Linked DNA regions of Dromaius novaehollandiae: region 1 is linked to region 2. The links are chromatin contacts, called in public Hi-C maps. All regions are on one chromosome and are shown on one strand. Each heading gives the region's core, a stretch centred on a gene start, on an enhancer-like site or on the middle of the called end of the contact. The rest is flanking DNA. Distances are from core to core; before and after follow the strand shown.

Region 1 (5,334 bases), core at 789-3,288, 90 kb after region 2:
CTTCTCAGGGTCTAAAACTGGGTACATACTTAATTACCTTGATAAATTACAGCAGCAAACACCCATTATGGCTAATCTGGTATTATAATGCATTAATCCCAATTTCCATTCCAGCAAGTGTGGCATCTTTTTCATCAGCATATGACACTATTCTGGCCATCTGTAGAGCAAAAAAAAAATTATTTTAGTACCAATAAAACAGGTAACTTTGCTGTCTTCAAATTTTAGAACTTAGTGAAGCAATTTATTCTTTCTCAGCCACTCTGCATATCAAAAAGAAGAGCAGGAAGAAAAGCTCTGTAACTTCCTTGTGCATACAAAATAATTTGAACATACAGAAAACTGTCCTCAAACTTCTTCTGATGTCATTAAGAAGATAATTTTCTTTGGGTCAGCCCTTCATCAGAAGATCCATATAATAGATAGGTAAACATGCTAAGGCAAGTCTTTTGTTGTTAAAAATCAAGAAAGTTCAGTTTATTTTCTGAAAGGCAATACAGGAGCAATTAGATTTTGGGGTGAGGGACTGATTATTAGCATGTCCAAATTCAGAAAGATTAAGATGAGTAATTAAATTAATTTTTAAAATGAAGCTTATTTATCATGATTCCTCAAATAACTATCTCCATCTGTGCTGTATGCTATCATATTGGTATAAAATTGCATAAGCTGAGCTTAAAAAAGAGGTGTTGGATGAAATGGGTGGCAAAGCATTTGCAGTTTGCATGGTGGTGTATTTTAAAAGAGATACCCAAATCATTGATATTACTGCTATCTATGGGCCAGATGCAAATGCCATTGAAGACAAAGTTTATTTCACACTAAGTATAGTGTGAGTTGTATCTAAATTTATTTTTAATTTGGGTGTTACTAAATATACAGAAAACTGGTCCAGCTCAGGAGGCCCCTGGGCACAAATGTTGGAAGGCAAGGAGATTACTCTGGAAACATCACATATGTTTGTATTGTGTAAGACATGATATTTGCAGATATGGACCTATGGTCTGACCCATACTGGCCACTCTTTTGGAGCTTTCACCTGTAAGTCCTAACAGAGCAATAATGTCATTAATCACACCTTTTACATACGTAATATGTTTCCAAATTGGGCCTAGCAGAAAAAAAGGTTATGTGGACAGAAAGTTCTTCATGTTTACCATACAGTCCAGTAAATCTTGAAACATACTTTAAAAGAAATTGGTACCGTTATACTAACTTCACAGATGCTAGTAATAAATGTATGCTAATAAATGACAGGTCATGTACCATATACAGATGTACCATCCATTTCAGCATCTGGGGTCCATAGTTTGTATAGAGATCATTTATTTAAATAATATTTGGTCACTGCTATGTAAGAATTATATATGAAACTACTATCTGATGGTTTCATTATTTTCAGTTTTTGCCCCAGAATATTCACGGCTGTGTCATGATAACCTACTGTCTGACATCAGAGACAGGGAATGATATATCCTTCTTCACCACTCCTATATATTGAGAAGTCATACAGTTATGACACATCTAATAGATATGATGATAATCGAAGTAATAACCACAGTGCATTAGTTAGAAACAACACAACTGTGGCTAGAAGATGTTTAAATCATACTTTACAATTGTGTATTCCAAATATCCTTCATGTATCACACCCAGAAAGAAGAGTATTGCAAGATTTAGCAAATTAGCTAGGATTGCTGTGTTGTATCAGCTGCTGCTCTATGTGTGATAAAACCCATGAAAAGGAATAAAAAGAAGTGTCAGAAAATTCTGCACAGATTTCTCCATCAGTTTGGCACAGGCCATGTTTGCTGTGCTTGGGGAGCATGAACCCCAGACCCACTGTGGAGCAGGTGGGTTCCTCTGAGTCCACACAGTGCTCTGGAGCTCGCACAGGCCAGCAGGGCTGGGGTTACTTGCCCAAAAATAGCCTGGGTAGAAATAGCAAGGGCTTAACTGTCCTGCCATCTAGTGGGATCCTCAGCCTGTTGGCAAGCTCATTCAAAAGCATAGAGGGAGCCAGCTGTTTAACATAACTGAAATGCCTGAGAGCAAAAAGCAAAAAGGGTGACAGCTGACCTAGCTAGAGAAAGACTGTCTCCAGCTCATCTGAGACCCTCGCTTTAAGGCTTTTGCTAAGAGTCCAAACATGGCATCAGCCAGGTGGTGGAGTCAGCACCTCAGTGGCTCTGTATGTTCAGAAAGTTAGGTGATCGCAAATGGCACAAAGCTCCAGTGGTTTATGTACACTTGAGAAAACAATCCCAGCTAAAACTTCCCAGCTACACAGTATTCTTATTAGCTACACAGCACTCTTTCCCACGCTTTCTCCTTCTGTACATTGACTAAATTATTTTCTTGCATAGTCAGCAAGAGTGTATGACAGTTCCAATTCAAAAGCCCAGATCTCTGTGAAAAAACTCACTTGAACTGTATGTGCAAAGGAAAGATACTGAGCTTAGGCACTAAAGGATGAGCAGCCCAAAAGCAGTCTTAACTTGTAAACTCTCTTCTAGACCAGATGTCTTAAGTCTGGCTTGCAGCCTGCCCAGGTTTAAATCCCTGCTCTGTGATTTGGATTAGGATGTCAATACTATGATATATGAGTGTTTTTGCATTTTTCAAGGAAAACAGTTTCACCTTCCCCAGTTGAAGATGTTCTACTTTGCAAAACAATTAGCACTACTTGTGAGATTTTACTTTTGTTTGCTTTCCCTCTTCTGTCCGGTGGGGACCAGCGCGTATCCCAAAACGATCAGGGAGCGACTGAAGACACCTAGGCAATGCTCTCAATCTCTTCTGCGCTCATCCTGCAGCACCGCAAAACTGCAGATCTATGGCTTTCAATGCAAGTCTTATGTTTTCTGGGTGGTGATACAAGGTATGTGTACTATGTTTTTTTTTCTCTGGATTAAACACATACTCAGCAATTACCTGCAATTTCAGGGGACAGAATTTAATGATTTAGGCGATCTGTACCAGTTGCACCTGAGAAGCCACGCTGCAGCAGCTGACCCTTTAAGGCCAGTGTTTTATCATACAATATACAGAAAAGCAAATCTAAGTCTGTTAGAGAATGGTTTTAAATATTCCTATATTTTAGTTTTTTGGGGGTTGTTTTTGTTTTTTCTGGGTATCTTCAGCACTCCAGGCACATTTGTAACTGGATATCTCTGCGGGGGGGGGGAGGAAGAAGAGCACATAATCTGCTTTTAACTCCCAGAAGTACTCCTGAAATAGTTTTCTTGCAAAACATACAGTATTCCCAGACGACGAGAACATCTGTCGCCTGAGAGGCTTCGCAGCAGCGCCCAACCGTGCACGCCGGGCCGCCGGGCCCGAGGCAGCTCCCTCCCACCCGTGAGGGAGCGGCCGGCTGGCACAAGATGGCGCCCGAGCCCGCGCGAGGCCAGCGGCCGGGCCCTCCCCGCTTCCTCTCGCCGCCCCCTCCTCTCCCCCACCGCGGCCTGGCAGCTCCTCAGGAATGATAACTTTGGGCTCCCTTTGGTATGAACTGAAACGCGGCGCTGCCGCGAGGAAACCAGGGCAAAAACGCCCCGGTAGCCCGGCTCTCGCCGAGACGAAGGAGCCGCGTTTGCTGGTGTCGGCAGAGGGCGCCGCGCGCCCGCCGTGGCGGTCACGCTCGTGGCGCACCTCGCCCCAAGGGATGAGATTTAGTCCTCCACGTGCCCACCCTTTCTGTTAAAAGGAGACACCATCATCTGAACGCTTTTTGAATCAGAAATATTTTCCTGCTTTTTTGAAATAGAGCCGTGACGGGCAGATGAAGGTTTGCAGTGGGCTGCCCCCCTGCCCACCTTCACCGGCCCCGTGGCTGCGCTAGGCCAGCACCCCGCGCCTGCAGGCCTCCTGCCTGGCTGTGATAGACAGTGAGGGGCAGGTGGGCCTCTAAATACCTAAGACATATCTGTGACACAGACTGTAACTTGTCAGCTAAATAAGACTTTTATCCATAGTCATCAGTCTATTCAATTCCTTTCTTCAGTGCTGTCCCCTTCCTTTGCTCACCTATGCCTACTATGCCCAGCATAGGTTAGTGCTTTCAATGTCTAATGTAAGAAACTAATCTCTTTAATTGCCTCCATATTCAATGAAATCAGGCAGCAGAAGGGCAAGTCGGCATTACACAGAAAGGGGCACAGAAACAAATGAACAGGATGGCGTGCAACTGCGTACAACAACCATAAGATCTTAACAGTGAGATCACCACTACTTTTCGCAGTAAGCACCAGGTAGAGATCTTACATATCACCCAGACTCACTAAGGAGCCCCGAGCCAGTCCTTGAATACACTGTGTCTTAAGCACTGAGAGAGCAAAAACTTCTCCAGAAAAAATAGCATGTGACCAGGCAATTAAAGCTGGTGTTGCAATGTAAGATGCTGAAATAAGTTTCTTCCAGGCCTGTTCTTTCAGATAGCCTTTGAACTCTTGACTTTGCAACTTCTTTTTCTTTCTAATGTGGACTGTTTTGAGTGCAAATTCCTAGGTATATTTATAAAGGATAAAATAAAATGCTGATATTTAAGGAGGAGTGTGAGGGTGGGGAAGATGAAGGACAGTGAGAAGGGGTTAAAGGAGTGAAAGTTGTGTCACGTGCTTCCTCTGCATATCCCTGCTTTTACCATAAGAGCTGAGCCAGTCTTAATGTAAGGAAGTCAGCCTCCTACATGCTCAGCTACTGCTGACCTCTGCTGCAGCAAAGATCTCCTGTTCAACAATGTTTCAAAGGCTCTGGGGGAAGACGCTATTAGAGGCCCTGTTTAACTACTATGAAATTAGTTAAGGAGCTTGTGATACATAGAGGCTCCGGGTTATGCTAACCACAACCACACTGAGGGGAAAATCTTTTGAAACATAGATGGATGGAATTAAAGGAATAGTGGATGCATCTATACTTCCCCACTGGCATTTGCTACAGTGCAGTCCAGGATATGAATCCAGTGGTTGTCCAGACAGGGACTACATACCTATTTTATTTTCCATACATATCTGCATCTTTTGCCAGAGTGGAGTCTGGATTTATCAACAAAAATATGAATCTACATTCAGGAAGTTGGATGTATTTTCAGTTTTCCTAGTTTAGACTTGCCCATTGTGACCATCTCATGTGATTTCTTGCATAATACAGGATATAGAACTTCTCTGAATTACTTCCTGCATCATGTCTAATAGCTGTGGCTGTTAGTGTATTTTACAATTTGCAGGGACAAGGAATCTATTAAGGCACTTTGAAAGTTGTTCTAGTGGTTAAGTCTCCTCACAGCTAATACACACATCATTTTTAATATAAATTTCTCTCAGCTTAACTTCC
Region 2 (4,750 bases), core at 3-2,502:
CAATGCGAGGTTTTATGAGACCACTAAGTTTTCTGTATGAACTCCTGGTTAAATATATACAAATTCATTTAAGCCAAGAACAGTACCATGTTTTTGATACTGAAAAATTTAGGTTTTCAAATCCCACTGACATTTTTATCCCAAATGTCTGAGTCATAACCCACACAATTGTATCTATTTGCATAAGAAGTAGAATTGCAAAGATATTTGATAACTTAAGGATAATAAAACGATAACACCTCAGTGGGGAAGATCATCTGTGCACAATCTCTAACGACTTCTGTGTTTTTCTGCATGGTATTAACAGTTTTAAGAGCCATTTCAACCTAGTATTTCCGAGCATTCAGCAACAACACTTGACAATGCTCAGTAAGAGGGTGACATCACTGCAGACTACCGTGCAAAAAGATGCCTCGATAAGACAAAGATGTTACAAAGGGTGGAGCTGCTCAGAGACATACAGAAAAGGCATTCAATGCATTTACTAGGATCAACGCAGGGAAATATACGATTTTTATTCTTCCCGAAATAAATGAAGAACTATACGTAAGCGTTTGGGAAGATTTTTACTCCTATTACATATTTGAGAGGTTAAAAAAAAAAAAAAAAAAGCGGAATCGGTAACGCCTCCCACCACACGGTAAGGCGGACTAAGAAAGGAGGGGCAGCACGGCGGCCCGGCCCACCCGAAGGAGCGCGGAGCTCCCCCTCGGCCCAGCGAAGCGCCGCCGGCGGATCCCGGGGGCGGCCCCAGGGTGGGGGAAGGCCTAGCGCGGGGGCGCACCCACTTCTCCCTGCCTGGCGGCGCTGACGGCCCTCCCGGGAGGGGCGGGGAAGGCCGCCCGGGGCGGAGAAAACCTGCGGGGGACCGCGGAGGGGGCGGGGGGCGCCGCGGTGAGAGAGGGGGGCGCAGCCCCCGCGCTTGCCGAGCGGCGGAGGCAGCGCCACAGGCGCCCCCGCCCCTGCTGGGGACAAAGGCCCGGGGGAGCCGCCGGCAGCGCGGGGCCGGCTCCGCGTCAGGGGAGGGAGGGAGGGCAAGGAGGGGAAGAGAGAGGAGGGAGTCGCCGCGCCGCGCCCGCCATGCCCGCGTTACCCAGCTCGCCACGGAGCAGAGGCCCAGGACGCCGCCCATGATGCGCGGCAGGCTCCGGCTCCCCCAAGATGGAAGCGCCGCGGCCCCTCGTTCTCGACGGGCTTGTTTACGCCTCACAGAGGCGCTTCCGGCTGCTCTGACGGCAGCGCCGAACGTCACTTCCGGAGGGAGGCAGAGGGGTGGGGCGGCGGCGGTTGGGTGCTGCGGCGCTGTGAGGAGCCGGCCGTTTGGCTCGGTGCTGGGTGCGGCCGTGCCCCCGGCAGTGCCCGGGCAGGACAGGCGGCAGCCTCCTCCTTCCTGGGCCTGTGCCTGGCCCCTGCCCCCACGGCCCTTGAGGAAGACGGATTTGTGTGCCCGGAGTGGCGCGTTTGCGGCAGCGCAGGGGCCCCGTCTGCCCCTGCGTCGCTGCCTCTCTCCGTGTCGTACCTGCTGTTAGGGAGCAGCGTTCTGGTTTGAGGCGCTGTGTACACAAGTCATCCAGGTCAATAAAAAAGCATCCCTGAGCATGTGGGGCGCTTCTGTGTAAAAAACCATCTGTAGCTTCACCTGCAGTCTCCTGGGTGAACACTGTGGCATTACCATGGCTTTCCCACATTCCCAGTGAGATACTTTTCAGGGGGGAATTTGAGGTAAAGTAGCTGCAGGGGCAGAACCATGCCACTCAATGACATTTTAAGAACTTGTTAAGCAGGATGGTATAGTGGGTGGGTAGCAATTGCCGTGCCAAGGTCTCTATTCCACAGCACACTCCTACGAATCCAGGCTTCTGCCACTCTGCCCCAGCCCTGGGTCTTGCTGTATGGGGCACCATGACCCCAGAGCATGGAATGTGCCTGGACCTGGGCCGGCAGCCCAGCTCCTACATGTAAGTCTTCCACTGAGGGCTCAGGCCCTCTACACAGTGTCAGAGATGTGTGTATGGGTTGCTTTCACTATGGCTTACTAATCTAGATGGTCAGCATGATCCACCAGTGGCTTTACTGGCCACGTCGCCCCACGTCAATCTCTTTGATTCCCTTCAAAAAGAAAACTAATCAGCTGTTGTCACCTGCATTTCTATCACTTTCTGATTTACTTCCCCAAATCAGTTACAAGGATGTAAATTGGCTAAGACTTCATCTGTGCTTCTTCATTTCTTTCTCACACATATTTAAACCACGGTGTACGTAAAAGCAGTCAAGATGTTGTCCAGAGCTTTGGGTAAGCCTCCCCCATAACACTTATCTGTGCTTGGTTTGTTTTCCCAGCACATACGAGAATCATCTAAGGAATCAGAGCTGGGCAGATGTAGTCAAGGTCTCACTTATCTGAGCAATACTTTCAGATAGCCTTCACCGTCTAACAATACCATATAAAATTTTCAGCACATCAAATCTTACTAGTGATCATGGGATGACCAAGGAACTGAAAAATGTACATTTTTTAATAATGCAAGCAATATTAAGAACATCTCACCTGAAAAAATACAATTTATTATTTCATTTATCAAATGTGCTTGAGTATCAGAAAGCAGACATTTAACGAGTAAGGAGAATAAATAATTAAACTGATTTTTAAAGTAAAATACCTAGCAGTATGGAGTAAATAATACATGACTTCATTTTACAAATTAAGAACAAGATTTTGGGGGAATATTTTCATGTCTCTCTCAAGTATAGGTTCTTAATATGTAGTTAATAATGTAGGAAATGACAGTAGCTCAGACTGGATTGTCATGGTGACTCTAAAGTTATCTGTGAATATTGCTACATATATCACTTATTGATTTTTAAAGGTACAAATAGTTTTTAAAGGACCAAATAGTTTACTTGCCAGTGGCCACCAGGATCTGCTTAGCCTGTTACAAATGAGTAACTCTGAGTCTTGTACACATGCACCAGCGTAGACGCAGATGAGCCCTGAAGTGAATGTGTGGGCTTAGCCGTCTTCCCTGCAATCCTGCAGGGAATGTAACGGAATGTTCCCCCCATCAGGTTGTGCAATGGAAGTGAACTTACAGCATTCAACAAGGAATAAAAAAGATATAGGTCATTAAGGCAGCAAGTGCTCTCTTCTCTCCTGCTCCTTATCACTGGAGTAGAAGATTGTGCAGCTGAAGGTGAACCAGGACTTTGGATCTAAAGTACATGTGTTCGCAGACTGGCAATTGGAAGGCAGGCAGATGGGGAAAAATGTTAAAAGTCCCTTTAGTTTTGCCAGTAAATCTTAATGACCACTTCTGTTTGTACATTAATTAGAGCCAATAAAGTGTGCTTTGTTTGTTTTCTAAATAGTACCACCAGGACACCCCAGAAGTCTACAGGCTCAATGGCAGAGGCTGACACTGTGGCTGGCTTTGTGCAATGAACTGGTTTCCTCTTTACTCTCACAAAACAGGAGTCCCTTCCCTCTCCTTTGGGAAACCTTTCCAAAGTCTTCACCTGAGTTTTCATACTGCTTTATTTTGCTTCAGTATTACTGTGTTCTTCATAGTTCACTCTGCTTTTCCATTACAAAAAACTCTGATAGCCAAGACAGCCTGTATTTTCTTCCAGGCCCCCTGACCTCTGTTCTTTCAAATATTAAGTCATGTCAATCTTCTCTGCTTCTGTCACTATTTCTGCTGTCTTATTTGTAGTATCAACTGTGGAAAGATACTGAAACATTATGTACACTTTATTGAATCAAGTCCTCCCCCATCACACATCTGCTCTAAGAAATGGTAAGAAAGAAAATCTTCTACAGGAAATCCTCTTCTGGACTTTAAGTTCTTTTTCAAGTCATATAGCTTGACTGACACCTTTAAATCATAGTTGAAATCTTAGTTGTGTAGAAACTAGCATTTTCTCAGACTTGTTCTTTAGGAGTTTGGAATTTGTTTTGGCTGTTCCTATGCTGCTATGGAAATAGTTAGGACACCGTTTACCTTCCACTATGGTGGTAAAGACTTTCCTTTGTACTGCCGTTTCTTTTAACTAGTTTCCGTTGGTCCACCTACCACTGGAAAACCCTCTTTGAACACTTCTAGTATTGAATTGTTTCTGTGTTTTCTTTGCAGTGCTTCAATTTTACTCATTTTGAAGGAGGGAGGATCCTTCATACTTAGAAATCTGTCTCAGATTGCTCTCCCCATGTGATCTCCTGTTTCCCTGTGAACCTCTTGAGTTTGTATGGATATGAGGATCACAGACATCCATTATTTGAGTAGCTCTCTGAATTCTGGGGGGTGGCGGGTGGGGGGGGGAATAACAGGACCCAAATAGCTTAAATCACTTTTGGGGTTTTTCCAAATAGCTTAAATCACTTTTGGGTTTTTTCTCATCTGTGTTAGCGAGCTTCTTACTAGGAAACTGTGCTCTTCACAAAATGAGGACTTCCTAGACTAGAGACCACCTGTCTATTCCATGGTCTGCACAACTAATTTCCATCAGCTCAGGTCTGTAGGGAGTCCAAAGGTGCATTGTGCATCGCCAGACACTTTTCTTACCTTCTGCAGAAAAGCCAGTTACCATTTTCTCTTCTGACTTCATGTCTTCAGACCACTAAGAGGAAGAGAGAGCTATACAGAACTAGCTATATACTAAACAGACTTATTTTTTACGCAAGGCTTTTCAAATCCATACTTTTCTGTTACTGCTTCAACAAGGTGATAGAGAATCCTGAAAATTGTTCCCTGTC

The links. A called contact is a pair of places that touch in the nucleus more often than the background predicts.
Region 1: a Hi-C map of brain shows a contact between it and region 2, with 4 times the contacts expected there. The contact joins the enhancer-like site here to the promoter of SERINC1 in region 2. A contact is called at or near these places in 2 of 4 Hi-C or Micro-C datasets (brain and liver).

The regions. Positions count from the first base shown.
Region 1 is chr3:57,510,708-57,516,041 of bDroNov1.hap1, forward strand. No RefSeq gene overlaps it. Among named protein-coding and RNA genes, the nearest start is that of FABP7, 9.9 kb to the right of the region's middle. Within about 2 kb of position 2,039, at least 1 of the 2 cell types and tissues checked has open chromatin away from gene starts, as enhancers often do.
Region 2 is chr3:57,421,730-57,426,479 of bDroNov1.hap1, forward strand. SERINC1 (serine incorporator 1) reads right to left here and starts at 1,253. Exons shown (of 10, transcript XM_026105077.2): 1 at 1,094-1,253. The coding sequence starts at 1,132.